Regions from separate parts of the Sus scrofa genome. Here region 2 is linked to region 1. The links are chromatin contacts, called in public HiChIP or PLAC-seq maps. All regions are on one chromosome and are shown on one strand. The core of a region is the stretch at or near the end of the contact, and the rest is flanking DNA. Distances in the headings are between cores, read along the strand shown. Region 1 has its middle 530 kb from the start of CITED2. Region 2 overlaps LOC110259987 (a long non-coding RNA gene).

Region 1 (3,846 bases), core at 1,268-3,767:
TGACTCACCTTATTCCAACTAAACTAGATTGAGATTAAAAACAAATAAGCAAACAGCTGGAATGTGACATGTGGATTAGACTCTTCTAAGGCTAGTGGGGTAACTCAGCAGAGATCACAATGGTTTTGAAAACCCACCAACCAATTGGCACACTCCAGGCTTGCTTGGAGTCTGCAGGGCCAAATGGTGAAGTATCCTGGTAGTGCCAAAAATTCTGCATTGATGACACAGAAAATAAATCTTTCAAAGTAGTTATGCAACCTGAGAAAACAATGCATCCGCTGTGGGTATTCTGAGACTGTCTATGAATACATTATTTCTGTATTTTTCTCTTTTGTAAATGTCAGCATCAAAGACCAGCATTATTTCAATTAAATTTTCTACATTTTCTTTGTAAAGAAATTCATAGAGAGGAGTTCCTGCTCTGGTGCAACAGAATTGGCAACTGCTCTATAGCACTGAGACTCAGGTTCAATCCCTGGCCCAGCATAGTTCAATCCCTGGACTCAGGTGTAGGCTACAACTGCGGCTCTGATCTGATCCCAGGCCTGGGAACTCCATATGCTACAGGGCAGCCAAAAAAGAAAAAAAAAAAATGACATGCATAGAGAATGCAAATTATTTCCTTATTCATTTCCTTATTCATTTTTCTGGTTAGAGAAGCCATTTCTACTTTAATGGTCAATTATATTATATTCTGAATTTGCCAGTTTCCTTTTTATATTTAAACATTCTTTGTACTGTTTTATTTTTATACTTAAATATAGATATAGATATATAGTATATAAATACACTATAAATATAGTAAAGTATAGAAAAAAGATACAAAACAATTGGTCATCTTGACAGATTTTATTTGTGAAGTAGATTTTGTTCCTTCCATACTTGTTGACATTTTTCAATTTCAGCAATCAATATTTTTAAAAGCTGCCAGCAGGTATTGCAATATTCCTTTTAGATACCCTATTTCCACCAAAGACAGATTTCAGTGACCTCTTTAACTCGATGTTATTTCTGCATTTTTCTCAAAGTATTACTAATTCCTCCAAGTTCATTTGTATCCTCTAAGACTCTTCTTATACCGAAACAACTCTTACTATAAAGTAACTTTTTATGTATATGGATGGTGTATATTCAGAACATATGACATATTCAGATATTTGTTAAAATCATTTTCATAAAATTAACTTTTCAGTAAGGAAGTTGAACTTTGGGAACAAACACTATGTCATTTGAAAATTCTTTTCTCCTCTACATCACTGCAGTTTTCTAAACAATGTAGGTATTTCACTATTGACTAAGCTTTTTAAAAATTTTGTTTCTTTCCTGTTTTTAGAAGTGACACAGGTCATCAAAACAGAAAATATGAAGAAAATAAAAACCTTCCCCAAATAACCATGGGTTAACCAAGGCAATAAACTGAAAAGTCAGTATATACAAACTTGTGAAATACTTCAAAATTGGGAAGCTAGCCAAAGCATCAATGAGGCAATCTGATGGCTGTGATGCAAATGAAAAACTCAAATGACTCCTCACATTCATCTTTACCAAGAAAACCATTAGGAACTCTTTCACTTCCCGTTTTACTTATGAGGCTTATCCTTAAGAGTGATACAGGCAGAGACTTTAAAAACATATATTGCTATGAAGTAGACAATGCTTCTATGAAATCACCCACAGCTGCCCAGCTAGTTATAGAAAGAAATGTGCTCAGGGTGGAAGGGAGGAATGTGTGGCCAGAGACTTTATTTGATATGATTGAAAAGTAACCCAGCTGAGTAATGAGATGTATAGACTGTAGCCAGGTAGCAATTTTGACACTCTTCAGTTGTGTCATTCAGATGACGTAGTCTTTCTTTGCTACAGTCTCCTCATCATCAAAAAGGGAAAAATGGTATTACTATCTTTCTGATAAGGTCTCATAAGGTCTCATAAGTTCTCATATCGCTCATGAGGATTACATAAATTAATTTTAGTAAAACACATAAAGTATTTTGATTAGAGTCTGGTGTTTATTTCTGTGCAGATTTTTTTTTTTTTGTAGACTTAATTTTTTTTTTTTTTTTTTTTTGTTTAGAGCAGTTTAAGTTCACAAGAAAATTGAATGGGAACTACAGAGAGTTCCCATAGCCCACTGCATACACGGTGTCACCTCAGCCTCCCAGAGCGTCCTCCACCAGAGTGGTACCATTTGTTACAACTGATGAACCTACATTGACAGGTCATTTTCACCCAAAGCCTTAGGTTGCATTAGGGTTCACTCTTGCTGTTGGACCTCCTGTGGGTTTTGGCATATGTATATTGGCATGTATTTTAATAATAAAAAGTAGTTTGGGTGTTAGGGACTAGATTGTTACATTTTTGTTACAAATAGAAGGAAAGTTGCGGGATTGTTAGTGAAATTTCTTTCTGTAAGGAAACTGGTATTTTTCCCTTTCGTCCCTTCTCCACCCACTGGAAGTTGTGATGAGGCAGTTGTTTAGTGGTTAACATGCATGACCTAATGGGGAAAAAAATGTGGTTTCTGTAGGAGGAAATCATGACAGATGAACCATCATGGTTCTTTGTAAGGTCATGCCAAAGGGGAAAGAAGTAGATAAAATTTAAATTTTAGAAAAAGTCAAAGTCTTTATGTTAGTGAAGATAACATTTTAGTCTTATGGTATTTTGTAGAAGGCTAATGATGTTCTGCTGAATTGCTTGTGGTGAATTCTAACACAAATGAAATTTATTATTTAGGAGAAAAAGGAATGATGGCATGGAACTCATTGCCCAGAAGGCTGAAAACATAAATTAGTGTAAGGTCAATTTAAGTAAATTCATAAATTATTGATTGATATTAATATATAGAAGAGGGAGATTTGCTCACTTCCACCCTAGTGTAGATACCTGTATAAATATAACCAATATCTATGTCTTTCACAGAGATACTGCTCAACAGTCTATAGGGTTAACCTACAGAATGTGCCATCTTTCAGTTGGCTGGAGCAAGACCATACAGAAATAGGCCTGATTAAGATAGTGCTCTAAAAAGGAATCTGCTATCAAAAGGGGTTTGGGTTCTTCTGAATATCAAAGTCTTGACTCTATTGGATAAGAGAAAGTGATTATATATTCATAAAACCAAAACCTAAGGAAATCTTTAATAAATGAATACAGAAAACCAGAAAAGGATTAAACGTAAATCACTGACTCCATAATATGGAATAACCCCATCTATTGGGCTAAGCTCACCTATGTGGCTGCCCGAGGCATGGGAAGTTCCTGTGCCAGGGATCAAACCTGTGCCACAATAGTGACCAGAGTGATGACAGCAGGATCCTTAACCTGCTAGGCCGCCAGGGAACTCCATAAGTTCCCCTACTCTTGACCTTATAGTACTCCATGATCTCACTCTCTTGTCCATTAACATACTCTCTTGTAACTGTTTATCTAAAATGGAAGTCTTCTTTAGACCTGGAAAAGTTCATAAATTCATTCAGAAAATATTTGTTGAGCATCTACTTGCCAAGTCTAAAAGTGAGCAATAAAGACAAAGCCCATGCCCTCCTCTAGCTAAAAGAGAGTAAATCCTGGTTGAAAGAATGAAAGAGAATTATGTGCATGTTATAAACTTGACAAGCATAAATATAACAGATACAAGATGTTCTGTGATGAAGTTCTGAGATGCCTCATCTATCTCTCTCAACCGAGCTTGCAGGGAAGACCCTTACCCCGTCTGTGTTCTGTTACAGTCCGTTTCTTTTCCTGCCTTGTCCAGTAGGCACACACCTGTGGTGCAGGAGGAGAGCACGTGTATGCGCTTTTGTGTACTTCTCTATTTCATTGTACGTGAATGGGAATTGA
Region 2 (4,087 bases), core at 1,185-3,684, 210 kb before region 1:
TTCAGTTTTCAAATGAGCAGTGATGAAGCAATTAGCAGAATCCCAGAAGCCTTTGTGCTGTTCTGTATATAGATGACCTGAGCCATTGGTTTTGTTGTAATGTCAAGTCAGCCTTAGATTCCCCCAAATAAGTACAACCAAGTGACAAAAGGAAAAAAAAAATTTAACTTCACTAGTAATCAAATAGATGCAAATTTGAAAAACTTTTTAAAACTACTGTCAAATTAAAGATTTAAGTGAATATTGAGTGCTGACCACAGTCAGAAATGCTCTTGTAGCTGATAGGAGTGAAAACTGATACAGTCATTGAAAAGCAATTTGGCAATATGTATTAAAAGCCTTATAAATTCCATACCTTTTGACTCATTCATTATAATTCTAAGATTGATTCTAAAAAGGAATCCAAAAATAGGGGAAAATATCATTTCATACAAACATATTCATGGCACAATTATTTAGAATGCTGAAATCTTGTAAAGAACCTAAATGTCTAATAACAGAATGATCGATTAAATTATGTGCCTCTTCCGAAATCTCCATAGGATATGGAGACAATAAAACTGATAGTTAAAATGATGCTTTGTTATAATGTTAATATAAAAGTTTACTTTTGGTTTCCAGTAAAAGAAGCAACTCCTACAGCATTAAGAATGTGCTTCCATTTATCTAACAATTCAGCACATAGTGCTATGTGACATCTACTACTCTGGGTTTTCGTTTTTAAATATGCACTGTTAATACAATTGCAACCATGTCAAACAAAATAATAAATCTCAAACTTTACCAAAAAAAGACTGGAAAGAAAGGCACCATTTTATTAGCAATGGTTGATTCTTTGTGATAGGATGTGTTATTATTCTTTCTTTTGCTTTTCTTCATTTTCCAAATGTACCAAAATTAGTGTATATTACTTTTAGAACGGACATATGGACATCAAGCCTGAGGAGGTTTTTTTTCTCCGTTTCTTAAAAAGCAGTTGTATTTTCTGTTCTTTTGTCTTGGGCAAAAAGAAAGCCTGAAGCATTGACTTAATAAATAAGCCTCTCATGGCTTAAAAAAGTCAGAGACCCACAGACTCTTAGGGTTGAGAGGTCACTAATTTCAAGTCAACACCACTTTTTTCAGAACAAAAAGACAGTTACTTATAGAGTGCCTACTATGTGTGAAAACCCCTTTCTATCAATTGCCCACCTGCTTTCTGTTGGCAAATCCTATACCTTGTCCTAGAGAAGAGTCAGGCATTTCCTCCTTTACAGTGATTTTCTCAACTTTCATCAGTCCTCCCTGCCCCTGCTCCAGGTGATTTGGCCTAGACATCCTTCTGTCTGTTTCAAAGGAGATTATTATTGAGAGATTTCTGAGGGCAGGGACCTGTATCCCTAGCTGCTGGCCCACAGTGAACACATAGACTGTTGAATGAGTAAGTAAATGAATAATTATTAAAGGCACTGTTTTAGGTACTCTGGAAAGACAGAGGGTAGTATGAGAAATGGTATTTGCCATTAAAGATTTTATGAATAATTGTGAAGTAAAAAGCTAATTAACAGTGCATATTTAAAAACTAAAAAAGACAGCAGTGGATGTCAGATGGTTCAATGTGCTTGTTAAATAAAGGGCAGCACACAGTTAATGCTTTAGGGGTTATGTCTTTTATTGAAAATCAAAAGATCCTGGGAAAATAAGATAGCAAACAGCTCAGATGTACTTTTTTGTGTGATTACATTATGTGGTTTTATTTTATAATTTTTAAAATCAGTAAAACAATTCACTACTTAATAATCATATCTTGTTCTTATACAACTATAAGAACTTATAAGGAAACCTTTTTACTTTTTTGTCGTGACTAATCTCCCAGTTGACATACAGCTGAACGAGGATCAGAAAATGTAGTGTCTTCTTTAAAATACACATTTCTTTTTGGTGGGATGGTGTGGTTGTTAGTCTTTATTAGTCATTGGGCTGTTTACCACATAAGTTAGGTCATCTCCTCAGAGTGCTTATGAATGGTATAAAAGAACTCTACTCAGATTAGTAAGCATGAGTTGCCTTTTTCAAATCAGGGGTTGCATGCATTCCTGATTGGGGAGAAATGGGCTTCCTTTCTGAGGGGGCTTTCTCAGGGAGAAGGAAAGGAAATCCTCATGTAGTTTTTGCTTCATTGAGCGGATGACTTGGCAAGTTTTCTAGACTATGTCGACTTACCTTTCTCCTTTACCACAGAGGTAGGGATGCCAAGGATATATTTTCCAACCTTTATATTGCTCCCCAGTGTAAATTATATAAAAATTTTAAGTTATGTTAAATTCTTTTTATTTACAGAAAAATGCATTCCACTTACAGATGCCCTTTAAGCCATAAACATAGCCACAGCCCCTCACAACCCTAAACAAATGGAGTACAGCTATGTGGAATCTGTAACATGGGCTTGTTACTAGGATGACTAGGGCATGACTCAATCTGTCTCTAAATATCCCTGAGTAATATAGATGTAGGCACTTTTCATTATGCAAAAAAGATATTTATATCAGTATTAATCAGAAATTTGGATGCTAACTGTAAGAGGAGTATAGAAACTACTTCAGTCCTGCCTAGAAAAATGCGTCGTGTGGTTCAAGCAATTAGGGAGAGTTATCAACAAAGAGAATTGTTTCTAGTAGAAAACTGTAAATTAATTTTATTCAAGCAAGACCTCATATTACTATAAAATAATTATCAATCATACATACAGTTTAAAATTTTATCATAGCGTATACATAAGGATGGCAGTAAGCTGTGCCCCAGAAAATTAATTCACATGGCCCATTGAGCTGTGAGATACCTGGTCTATCACTTCAGTAGCTTTTGAGGGTGATTCTGAGATGGTGCCTCTTGTCAAACTTTGGGAAAATAGGGAGCTATTGCAGCAAGTAGGAGTACTGAGAGCTTTAGAACACCCAGTGACTTAAATATAGAAAATATTAAGTGTGTGAATAAGTGAACCTGGAAGATTGCCACTTTCCATTCCTTCATTTACTACCTTGGATTACAAGGTATTTTTTAAAGATTTCATTTGCCTTGCCTTTACAAATGGCAGGCAGGGCTCACAGCATACCTTTTCTTGTGACTCTCAGGGATTCCGCCTCTTTACCAAGCCAAAGAAGATGCTCAGTTAATGACTGAAATTCACTATCTCATCCAAGAAAGGTTGTCATACTCACTGTTTGATCTAAAATATCTCTGCTATAATCTCTGAGGCTTGGGAAGACCATTTTAATGTATTAGAGAAAGGACTTTGAGTTCTGCAGGATTTTGAAAAAAAATTTTTTTCTGTACCAGATAGCTCAGAAGTAATATAGTTTAGTTTATTAAAAAATAAGTAAATAGGAGTTCCCGTCGTGGCGCAGTGGTTAACGAATCCGACTAGGAACCATGAGGTTGCGGGTTCGGTCCCTGCCCTTGCTCAGTGGGTTAATGATCCGGCGTTGCCGTGAGCTGTGGTGTAGGTTGCAGACACGGCTCGGATCCTGTGTTTACTGTGGCTCTGGTGTAGGCCGGCAGCTACAGCTCCGATTAGACCCCTAGCCTGGGAACCTCCATATGCCAAGGGAGCGGCCCAAGAAATAGCAAAAAGACAAAAGACAAAAAAAAAAAAGTAAATAAATTGAACAAGAAGAAAGAAGACCCTGCATTCTAGTTCCACTCCTACTAATTTGTAGCCATAGGGCCTTGATTCAATTAATTGACTTCTTTTGAATCTCTGTTTCTTCATCTGTAAATACCATTCACATTAAGCTAGAGTGGTATTATTGCTTACCAGACAAAGAGATGTTTATGTACTACACTGGAAAGGTCAGACAGATGGGACTATTTTAGATTGAAAGTGCATGTGTAGGAGTCCTGCCTTTTGTGAGCCACGTAAATTCCCAAGGGGTCTGGTAACTTGCTGTGTCCCCAGCAGGAACTCAAAAAAGTCCTGTGATGGTGATGAATATGACACCACTAAATAAGGCCACATCTAACACAAAGAGAAACCTGGGAAAGTAAACAAAACAAAAACCTGAACTTCATCTCTAGGTACTTTGTGTGACTTTGGATGGGTCATTATACC

What was found. HiChIP or PLAC-seq counts read pairs in DNA pulled down with a chosen protein or histone mark.
Region 2: an H3K27ac HiChIP or PLAC-seq map of alveolar macrophages shows a contact between it and region 1. The contact joins two enhancer-like sites. A contact is called at or near these places in 1 of 47 Hi-C or Micro-C datasets (embryonic fibroblasts) and 1 of 2 datasets of contacts at active chromatin or transcription factors (alveolar macrophages).

What each region holds. Positions count from the first base shown.
Region 1 is chr1:24,618,757-24,622,602 of Sscrofa11.1, reverse strand. No RefSeq gene overlaps it. Among named protein-coding and RNA genes, the nearest start is that of CITED2, 530 kb to the left of the region's middle. Within about 2 kb of position 2,517, at least 4 of the 83 cell types and tissues checked have an H3K27ac peak or open chromatin away from gene starts, as enhancers often do. A contact at or near this core is called in alveolar macrophages, where this site is marked.
Region 2 is chr1:24,828,663-24,832,749 of Sscrofa11.1, reverse strand. All of the region lies in intron 2 of LOC110259987 (a long non-coding RNA gene), which reads left to right. Among named protein-coding and RNA genes, the nearest start is that of CITED2, 320 kb to the left of the region's middle. Within about 2 kb of position 2,434, at least 4 of the 83 cell types and tissues checked have an H3K27ac peak or open chromatin away from gene starts, as enhancers often do. A contact at or near this core is called in alveolar macrophages, where this site is marked.